Regions from separate parts of the Canis lupus genome. Here region 1 is linked to region 2. The links are chromatin contacts, called in public Hi-C maps. All regions are on one chromosome and are shown on one strand. The core of a region is the stretch at or near the end of the contact, and the rest is flanking DNA. Distances in the headings are between cores, read along the strand shown.

What was found. Hi-C and Micro-C count contacts between places; a contact is called where the count stands out from the background.
Region 1: a Hi-C map of liver shows a contact between it and region 2, with 8 times the contacts expected there. The contact joins the enhancer-like site here to the promoter of STAG1 in region 2. A contact is called at or near these places in 4 of 9 Hi-C or Micro-C datasets (amygdala, blood, liver and 1 more).

Annotation. Positions count from the first base shown.
Region 1 is chr23:33,942,973-33,948,615 of UU_Cfam_GSD_1.0, reverse strand. IL20RB (interleukin-20 receptor subunit beta) reads right to left here. Exons shown (of 7, transcript XM_038570979.1): 7 at 4,467-5,643. Among named protein-coding and RNA genes, the nearest start is that of IL20RB, 39 kb to the right of the region's middle. Within about 2 kb of position 2,770, at least 2 of the 20 cell types and tissues checked have an H3K27ac peak or open chromatin away from gene starts, as enhancers often do.
Region 2 is chr23:33,699,149-33,704,592 of UU_Cfam_GSD_1.0, reverse strand. STAG1 (cohesin subunit SA-1) reads left to right here and starts at 1,676. Exons shown (of 33, transcript XM_038570965.1): 1 at 1,676-1,924.

The DNA of each region.
Region 1 (5,643 bases), core at 1,521-4,020, 240 kb before region 2:
TACACTGCCTCATAGGACACAACTAGTTAATGTAACAGGAGATATCCAAATTCTGCCCCAGAATCAAATATATCATGCTCTAAATTCCTGACTTTGCATTCTGTTGTAGCTGCATTTATGACTTCAAGTAAGTCACAAAACCGCATTCTTTGAATTTAAGGTAAAAATATGCATTATCTGGTTTCAATTTTCAATATTGTTAATACCTTTTTAAAGTCTTAAATGGTATCTAATTCAGGCACCTGGGCAGCCCAGTCAGTTAAGTGTCTGCCTTCCAATCAGGTCACCATCTCAGCGGCCTGGGATTGAGCCCACATGGGGCTCCCTCCTCCGTGAGGAGTCTGCTTCTCCTACCCCTGCTCTTGTTCTTTCTCTCTCTCTCTCTTGCTCTCTCTCTCTCTCCCCTTCTTTTACTTTTATTTTTTTTCTCTCCCCCCTTCAAATAAATAAAAATCTTTTTAAAAAATGGTACCTAATCAAAAACTCTGATTTTGTAATAAATGTTTTTGGAGGATGTGATTTTTTTTTTAAATGAGTCATTAGCCAAAGGAAAGAGTGGGCTCCACCTCTGGCATACACCCTGCTAACACACATCTCTAGCACCTGCATGTTCAGAACCACACCTCAGGACCAAGCTCCTACCTATCAGTTCTTCAACTTGTGCCTTATCTTTGCCAACCCCAGATTAAACTTCTCCTTCAGAGTTTAAAACTTTGTTAGAAAAAAAGAATAAAAGGAAGAAAGAGAGGGAGGGAGAAAAGGAAGGAAGGAAAGAAGGAAGAAATAAGGGGGAAAGATGAGGGAAAGGAAGGAAGGAGACAAATCCTTTTTCCTGACAGTTTTCTCTCCTGAACTGAAATGGAACTGCTTACAGTTACATGTATTTAAATTACAGCATCTGCTGTAATCTGCTGCCATCTGCTAACTTAAAACTCTTCATTTAAAATACAGTAATTCTTCACCCCATTGGCAATCCTCCATAATCTAGGCTTAATCTGAGGAGAGGGAGCTATTCCATTTTGATCTATTCCCAACAGCAAGACTCAAACGTGAAAGGAGAGAATGGAGAGTTAACTTCGTGACATGAGCTTCACCTGTGAAGGCCCTTTAGCCTTGATACTGTCGGTGTGATGACATCAGAAGGCCCTAGTTCTGGGGTATGATTTCCTAAGGCTAGAAACCTAAGATGTCATCTGTAGGCTTAATCTTATACCAAGGCACTTTGGTAGAGATATGCTGGCATCTCCAGGAAATGAGGAGGCATGGGGGCCACTTCATAGACGAGTGGCTTAAAGTACAGGAGCAAAATGTAGAAGTTACTGAGGTTTGTACAGACACTCTTTTTTTTTTAACAGCCAAGACTTTTTAAGTAGTTTTTTTTTTTTTAAGATTTTATTTATTTATTTATTCATGAGAGAGAGAGAGAGAAAGAGGCAGAGACACAGGCAGAGGGAGAAGTAGGCTCCATGCAGGGAGCCAGGATCACGCCCCGGGCTGAAGGCGGCGCTAAACCGCTGAGCCATCCAGGGATCCCCCTTTTTAAGTAGTTTTTAAAATTTCCCAAAAGGAGTCCAATGGAGGAACCAGAGGCATGTACCTCCTTCACAGTAAGAGGGTTTGTGCTTTTGCTCCTGGGGCTCTTTGCAGATACCCAAGAACACTCCTGCTCAGTTTTTCCTCCAGGATCCTTAATGGGGTTTTGCAACCCCTCTTGGGCTTGCAGCTCCTCACTGAGGGAGGCAAGAGGGGCTGCATCTTCCTTTTGGGAGCCTCCTGCTCCCACATGTGCATTCTCCCACTTCAGGCAAGAATGTTTGTTTTGTTTTGTTTTTTGTTTTTTGTTTTTTTTTGTTAGATGCATGAGAACCTGATGGTCCCTGGAACCCACAAGACAAAACTGTAATTGGGGTCAACTCTTGTATGCCAGTTTCAAATTTCACAGAGTAGGTGCCACAGTGGTTTAATATGACTACCCTCTCATGAACTACCCCCTCATGTGGCCTGAGGAACACCCTAGAAAGTCAGTCTAGTCCAGGGATAGGCTAGAAATGACAGGAAAAACAAAAATTCAAAAACTCTTTTTTTTTAATAGATAAGGAAGGACAGCGCAGAGGAAAGCTGGACACAGGAAAGAGTGAGGCAGAGGCCAAGGGCCCAGTAGGGAGGCAGAGCCAGGCAGGCCCAAAGAAGCCCCTAATGATGCTGGAGACAGGGCCCGAGTGCGGATATGGCGGCCACTAAATTCTGAATCCACTAGTAGTAGTGGATGTTTGTTAGGGGCGAAGCCCATGGAGATTTTGTAGTTGAGTTCTCATTCTAGGAAACTTGTCTGAATTTTCCTTTCTCCATCCAGGAAACTAAGATCCCTTGGCTCCGTGGGAACAGAAGGACCTTTTCCACCACTCAACACAAGGTGGCGCCAGACACCCGCGGACTTAATGAGGTCCCCCTTCCAAAGGGGCTCCAGAAGCTTTGCGAAAAGTTCCCTGAAGGGATCAATCAAGTCCGGCCAGATTCAAAGGAAACTGAGAGCTCTGCATCCACAGAGAATTAGCCTAAGGATTAAAAAAAAAAAAAAAAAGGCATACAGAAAATATACATATATATGAGATGTATTATATATATACATACATATATATATAAGATGGGGAAGGGTAGCACAGAGGCTAGACACGCAAACTGAATCTACAAAACCTCTGTAAAAGGAAAATAAAGGCACATCACTGGGAACCCCTGGCAGGACGGGAGATAGGCAAGGAGTTAGGCAAGTGAGAAAGGACTGGAAGTAGAGGGCAACCAGTAAAGAGGCTGTTGCAGGTCTCCAAGGGTTGCTGCTTGAGCCAAGGACTGGTGGCAGTGGAGAAAGATGCCTTCTGATTGAGGTGTGTACATTCACTATTCTTCATAGTATTCTTCATTGGTGTGGTGAGTCAATAAAGCCCAACACGACTGCATAACGAGACTGAGTTGAAATGCATTCTATTCATGTTTTCTGAGAATTCACTGTATTAGCTTTGCTCTTTTTATGTGTTGTTATGGATTCGTGACATTTCAAATGTACTAATGTCAGTCGATATTCTCATTTTGATGCTCTCACACTGTGCCAACTTTCGGTGGTGGGGACCCTTTTAGATTTCAAATGCCCTGGTTATTTTAAGCTTTGCTTCTGGCCCAGTAAGGCGTTAGGTGTTATGAGATTGCCTCATACTCTTTTGCCCCAGACCAGACATGGAATCAGACATTGTTCCAAGAAACCCTGGCTCCTTTTGGGAGAAAAATAACATTAGAAACCATAATGTAGGCATTAGGGTGCATTATATGCATTGAGGTAACGTTGCTACTGAGCCATTTAGATGGGGGGAAGCCAGAAAAGAAATATACTTTAAAGTAAATGTTTTACAAAGGCATGACTTCATATTAATATGTTCAATTCAGTTCTAACAATACATGGCTCCTACTCAAATTTTTTAGTCCAATTGGCCTTCCCTTTCACTAATCCTGAAATCTAGGTTCCTATCAAAATAAACATAATTATTTACTTATTCTAACTGACAACTTAAGAGAACAGCTCTGAAACCAAATCCTCCCCTCTCAAAAATACACTATCCATACAAACAGTACAAATACTAAATTAAGTTTTTGTTTTAGACTGCCAATTTTTTGCCAAATTCATCTCTTCTAGAGCCACTGGTAACCTCCCCACCCTGTGCAGCTATATAAGAATATAACTGACATAGTTGTGGTCCAGTTGTTTATTTAGAGGAGGCTGCAACCTGCCCCCACCCCCATTTTCTGCTCTACCTTTTCATTTTTCATGGGTCTGATACACTCCTAATATACCAGATAATTCACTTACAAATAAGAATTACTACCATTATTTGATTTTGTATTATTTTGTTATTATTATTTTCCCTTTCCCCTGTGGAAATGTAAACCTCATAAAATAGGTGGTTTTGTTCACTGGACTCTGGCATTTGTTCCCTGAGGGCAGGGCTAAGGAAGCTGGGCTTGATTCTGGGGGTGAGGGCACTCTATGGGGTTGAGTGCAAACATGGTTGGTCTTCCTGTTCTGTTGTAGTTACTAACTGGGCTCCTTTTCACTTCTTAAAGTGTCACAGTTTAAAGAGCTAGGTGATGGGGATAAAAGGAGAGAAGGCCCGAGGAGTCAAGATATAAGCACTCCAGCTACAGAGGTAGCCCTCCTACTATGGGGAACAAGCTCAGTGTCTGATGCATGGCTGGACCTCAGTTAAATGCATGTGTGGGAACTGAGAAGACAACAGAATAATCCAGAGAAGTGTTTACAAACAAAAAATGTCAACAGGAATGGATGGGCTCTGGGACAAATTGTGAGAGGGACTCAAACAGAGGGAAACAAAGAGTGATTTCTGGGTTCTAGGCCTGGACAGGTGGCAGAAGGACTGCAGCCCCCGCATGGAGCAGCAAGGAAATGGGACAAGGGAGAGTGATGACCAGTATAGTAGCATGGCCTTTATTTTTGCAAACTGAAAATGTTTCCAGTTCAGGCTAAATATAAAATTAACATATACTCTTCATAAAAGAGTCGAACAACACAGAAGCATACAAAATGGTACAAAGAAAAAGATTTTCAGCAATATCATCCTCCTAGAGAGTCTACACCATCTGGCTCCTTGAGGCCCCACTGGGTAGGGAGGGGGGTAAAGACCCAAATCTTGTAGGAGAAACACATGGTTGAAGAAGTTAGATTGTCCCCAGCTCTGGGCTGGCTGGAAGGGGTCCAGGAAGTTGGTGGAGACAAACCAACTCAGAGGCTCCAAGGCTGGGGTCTAAAAAATGGAGGCAAAGGCCTTGCCCATCAATCCCTTCACTTCTCAAGAAATTTCTCTCTCCAACCCTGACTCTTCCTCACCTGGTAGGGAGAGGGGTGGGAAGAGGCTTCCAGAGGTGGATCCTGGATGAACATGCTAGAAGGGGCTGAGGACACCCTGAGTGAGCGGTCTTAAAGAGGAGAGGTACCCAAAGGGATTTCTTGTGGAGCAAGGCCTCTAGGAAGATCCAGGGGCACTCTGACCAGGTGAGGCTTTGACTACTGCATTGGTCAGGGTTCTCAGGAATCTGCCTGCCACTCTTTCCCTTCCCCATCCCCTACCTGGGGTCACCCAACAACTCCTGACCAATGGTGGCCTTCAGGAGCCTCTTTGGACGTACGGTTGATGATGTAACTAAAGACCACATTTTTGGAAGAAACCAAAAAGCTTACCGAAGGTGACCCCTTTTTATTTTTCATTCTATACTTTAACAATGCTGCAGGTAAAAGGAACACAGCAAACACCACGTTTATTATTGACATCCTTCTGCATTCTCCTCTCCTCATACACATACATGTTACCTGCTGCCTTGAGTGTGCACACATTATTTGCCCTTTACAACATCTTATGTATGCACAGCATGTCCCATCTTCCATGAGCCTGTGGCCTCCTTCTAGGTCATGTATTATAGAGCTGGCCGAGCCATTTGCCTCTGCACAGGCATTTTGGGTCGAAGTGAAGTCAACACTTCATACCCATCATTCCTTTCCTCATCAAGGTTTACTCTAGGGAAGTGGGGTCTCCAAGCCAACTGGTGGAAAGAGTTTTTATCATTCTTGTTACAATTTATATA
Region 2 (5,444 bases), core at 427-2,926:
TCAGAAATGACCGTGAAAGGAAGGTTGATAGTACAGTAACTGGAGAGAATAGTAGCACTGAAATTTTTAAAAAGACAATGGAAACTGTGTTGAAAAACAGAAGCAGCTGGTGGATAAGGACATTGAAGATACAAGACCTTACAAATGTACTGGTGTAAGGAGGTGGGAAGGGATGGCATAGGCAGTCCAAGGAGGACTGGCTTTGGAAAGACGGGGAGAACAGGTTTATTTGGTGAGAATTTTTGAGATCACAAACAACATGGGACTACAGACATTTCAAGATGGAGAGAATATCAAATCGGAGAATTTGTAGTCTCATAGCTTTGATCCCAGGAAAACTAAATGAAGTCATATCTATAAGCATGGATTGAGACTAGCATCTTTAATAACAGGGAAAGCTGCCAACAATCTTTGCAGAGAATACAAAATAAATTAACCAGAGATGAGTGTGTGTGTGTGTATATATATACTAATATTAATATATATTAGTATACACACACATATATGTGTATCTCCAGTCACGAATTCATACCCAACAAGGTTGGTTGCGACTTCCTCCAGTCAAACAGCCACACACTTTGTGACCTTTTGGGAAAGAAACCAGAAATAGGGGTAACTTACTGGAGACTGGCTCTGAAGACTGTAAAGGAATTGAGCGCTTCTAAGGCAATATTAAAACAGAGCGGGCTCTAGCAACAGAGAATTTAGTCGTAAATGGGGCTGATGACCTGGGAGATGAAGAATTCACTTTTGGTATTGCAAAGTTGAGGAGGCGAGCCACGGAAAGGCGGGTAGAAGAGGCGCCGTTCAAGGGCAGGTTTGGGTCACGATCTCACGTTAGTACCTTCTCCCGTCCGTCTCCGAGCCCCTGAAAGCCGTCCTTACCGCTGTGGGGGAGAGAAATCGCATTCCAGAGCCGAGGCGGTGTTTTCCCGGTCTAGCTGCATTCCTTCCTCACTAACTAGCCAATGCTGCCGCCTTATGCAAAGCCGGCACTAGAGAGGCTCCGCTTTACAGAGGCAGGGACGACGCCAATCGGCGCGGGGCAGGCACTGTAGCGTTTACCTCGGCGCGGGAGGGCCTGCACAGTTCTCAAAACCTTTTCACCCTCCCTCGCGAAAGCGCCTTGCCAACAGTCAACAATGAGCAGCTAATACAGTGCTAAGCTCGGAGGCCCTCTTTACACCCCGGAGAGGCGGGAGGCGGCTTTGGCTCCGCTACACCCTCCCGTTGCCGCAGAACGCGCCCAGGACGCGGGGAGGGAGCCGCGCGAAGTCAGGCGGAGCCGCAGGGAAGCACCAGTCTCCAGACCCGGGGAGGGGCCTCGGTGAAGGCGCCGGGGGCGGGTCTCCCTCCCAGGTCTCGGAAAAGCTCCGAAAATGGCGGGCAGCTACTCGGCTAGAGGGGCGCGCAGGCGCCACCGTGGCCGTCCTTCCGCCAGCCTCGGGCGGCCCCAGCCCCAGCCCCACGCCCTCACCGAGAGGCATCCGCCGATGGCGATTGGCTGAGCGGGGCGCCCGCTCCGTGCGGGGGCGGAGCCTCCACGCAGCAGCCACGTTTCCCGCCCCGCTGGTGCGCGTGCGTGCAATCCCCACAGGAAAGCGTTTGCGCGCGTCCCCGCCGCGGCCCCCAGCTCGCGCCTCAGCTCCCTCCCCTTTCCGGGCAGGCCCGTCCCGTCAGCCAGGCAGTAAGCGTCGCGGCCAGCAGAGGGCGGTCCGGACCCAAGTCTGCAGCGGCGCCATTGGCGTGTGGAAAATGCCACCAGATGGCGGGTTAGGATTGCAGCTCCGTTGAAGGCGCGGCCCCCGCTCCCGAACCCCCGGCGACCACCCCGTAACAACCCCCCCACATCGGGAATAACACACCGGAGACTTTTGGGGGGAAACTAGGTCGACGGCCGGCGGCGCCCGGATGGGCAGCTGAGGTGAGTGCGGGCGGCGGCGACGGCGGCGGGGGGCGGGAAAGGGGGAATGCGGCGGCAGCGGCGCGGGGGCTGGAAGCGCGGATCCAAGATGGAGGCCGGGCGAGAGCGAGAGAGCGAGGGAGCGCGAGCGAGGAGCGGGCGGGCGGGCCGGGCGCGGGCCCCGCGCGGGGGAGGGAGGCCGCGCGGGCCTGTGCGGGGCGCGGCAGCCGCTGGCCGACCGGGCGGCCGGGGGGGGCGCCTGTGGGCGCGGCGGGCACCTCTGAGCCCTCGTTCCTCCCCACCCCTCCCGCGGGCCCGAAAATTGTGCCCCCGCCCGCTCGGGCACTACAGCGACGGGCGCGGAAGCCTTTGTGGCGCGCTCGGGCCCGCCGCCAAGCCCGCCCTCCGCCCTCCCTCCGTCCGCCCCCCCTCCCCGCCCGGACTCTCGGGACTCGCCCGCGCCCGGCGGGGCCGGGCCGAGGCGGGCTGGTGCGAAAGCCGCCCGCCGCCCGCCGCCCTGCGTTTCTGCGGTGTTTTAGCGGCGGCGTCGTCACATGACAACGAGCTCGCCTCAGCGGAGGGGCCTGGGGGTCGCTCAGCGTGGCGGCCGGCCGAGACGTCTTCTTGGCGGGGTGGGGCAGGGGGCTGGAGCCTGGGGGAGAAGGGGCGTCGAAGCCGGGCTTTCCCGCTATCTGCCCTCCCCGCCCCCGACGGAGGCCTCCCCGTGAAACGTGTTCAGGCCGGAGCACTGCCCCGCTAGTTTGCCAATTCCCCGGGAGAAGAGGCCAATAAAAGTTGTTTTCCCTCCTTTCTCGGGGTGGGGGCGGGGTGAAGAGCTGGGAAACCGGAGTGCCTGGAGTTGGTCCTGGGCCTCGATTGGAGGGTCCGAGCTGGGTGTTTCTTGTGTGCTGTAGGGACTTAAAAAATGTTCAGGTCTTTAAGATTGTCACGTCACCCTTTCTACCCACATTTGAAATGTTTTCGATTCTCTTCACATTGCGGAGAATCGTGCCCGGGGCGTATAAATCATGGGATGGTTTTGGAAGCTTAGACCCAAAACAATACTGTTTGTAATGTGACGATAGCAAATTATTTGCTGTTAAGTTCATGTTAAGAGGATGAATATAGTTTATTTCTCGTGGTCGTGACTCGAAAGGACCCTATTTTTCATCTTCTTAGGAAAATAAAGTGTGAAAGTACTTGAATTGGCATAGGGAAAGTTCTGTTATTTGTGATTTATGTGGGGTTTGAGTAAGACTCTACCTTTTAGTTTTCCGTGTGTTTAAGAAAATGGCAAATTTTGTTGGTAAATATACCTAGGGAAATAATACACAACAATGAAAATAAAAACGATTTATTGTATGATACATTGTGCTGTATTTTCATATTTATAGTGTTGATTTCAGATTTAAAATTGCAGAAGGGGGGGAGAATATTGAAGGATCCGGAAGGATTGTCTACTTTTGGTTTTTGTGAACAGTTGAAACACAAATTGCTTTCTAAATAAAGTTCTGGAAAACCTACAGGTGTTTTGCTGAATTTTTTATTTATATTTTTCAAAATGTGTTTTAAGTTTATTCAGGTGGTTTATCAGTGGACATTTTTACAACCAAACTACTTTTGAGTGGAAATTTCTCAGTATCCACTTCGGTTTTGATGTTCTGACAAAGCTAGGAGATACTGAAATAGATGTGAAATGTGGGAAGTTACGTTACTGGCATTCCATCCTTTGAAGACAGTAATACAATTACCGTTGATTTGAATGGCTCTTTTAAAGCCTTAAGGGGGGCTGTGGTGTAGGGGCAAAAACCCTGAACTGAAATTACTTTGAACATTCCCTAGATTTGTCATCTTTGGAATGTCACACTTTGAACCTCATTTTTTCTCATCACTAAAATGAAGGTAATAAGTTATGTGGTAGTTATTTAACAAGATGTGTACGAAAAAGTACTTTTTAATAGTTAAAACTTTAAAAATTTTATGCAGTTTTAGCCTTTAACACTTCCATTCTGTATCTGTTTATCTTCATAATCAGTGCTGTGAGGAGATCTAATGCACCTTGAAGAAGAAGATAAATCTTTTTGTAGCCTGGGATCAGGGGTTCAAGAGCACCTGGCTCTAGGGATCCTAATCAGACTAGGTCCAGCCACTTGCTACTGACAAAAATCCAAAGGCAGAGGCAAAAGGTGGTGAAACAGGAAAGGAGAAGCTTATTTCAGTAAGGCCAATGCTGAGAGAACTCTCTCCCCCAAAATGCTCAAAATACTTCTAGGTTTGTGTAAGGGAAATGTGGATCAGAGATGGGTGGGGTACGTGCAAGTGGGCAGTGAAGGTCAGGTCATTGTCTTAGGGTCAGTCACATGGGGTCTTCCTGGCTCAGGGCAGTCCTTATTGCTTGTGGGTGTAGTTTTCGGTTCCCATCAGGGGATGCTTTGCCAGTAAGTAGGGTGTTTTGCCTGAGTTAAGAGATGAGCCAGAAAGAGGAGTTTATTCCATAAGAAAGTACAGACTGAGGTCAAAATGGAGGTACCTGAAGTTGTGTTTTCTTTTCCCATTTTTTTCTTTGCTGGTTAGTCCTAGAGTGAGGGAGTGTATTCATTTTCTTTTGATGTATAGCAAAGTACAACAAATTTAGGAGCTTAAACAACATCCAGTAATTGAAGGTTTCTGCAGGTGAGAGATCTGGATACTTTGTAGCTAGACTCTGTACAGCATCTCACCTATCTCATCAGGATGTCAGCTATAGCTATAGTTTTTAACTGAGGTTCAGGGTGTTCTTCCAAACTCAGTACTTGTTGGCATAGTTAATTTCCTTGTGGAAATTGGACTTAACACCCTTGTGGTTGTAAGTCCCTCTTGCTAGCTTTTTGCTAGCTTACAGTCTACATAAGCAGTTCATATATGACTGTTGCTTTTATTCAGACAAGCAGGTCCCAGTCCCCTTGACTTCCTTTGTGACCTCTAGATTCTCCTTTAAGACCCCTTTTTAAAGCTCATCCAGTTTGGTCAGACACACCCAGGATAATTTCCTTTTGGGACACTCCACTGATTAGGGACCTTAAATACATATACAAAATCTATTTGCCATACAACAACCACTGGAGTGATGATATCTTCTTATATTGACAGGTCTCCCCACAGTCAAAGGGAGGAGAATTTAAAGGGTGTGGGTCATTGAGAGTTCTTAGATTTTTGCTTACCATTGGGAAAGAAGTATTTTTATGTTTGCCTCCTTAGAATCTGAACATAGGAGAGCACAGAGGGAGACCAGTAACACACTTGACAAGTTTACTCATATTTTTTTGTCTTTAAACCTTTTCCTTTCCCACATTTCCTGGTACCTCACTTTAAGTGCCTCTCTCTATAAAAATGTTATATTGCGTTTAGAGGGAATTAAAAGTAAAAACTAAAAATAAAAAACTTTAATAAGGAAGGCAATAGGAGATTATGTAATTATCATTATTCCTTAATACCTATTGTTTTACCTATTTTAGAGATGAGATTGAGTCTCATAAGAGATTTTAATGCTTAAGATCACACT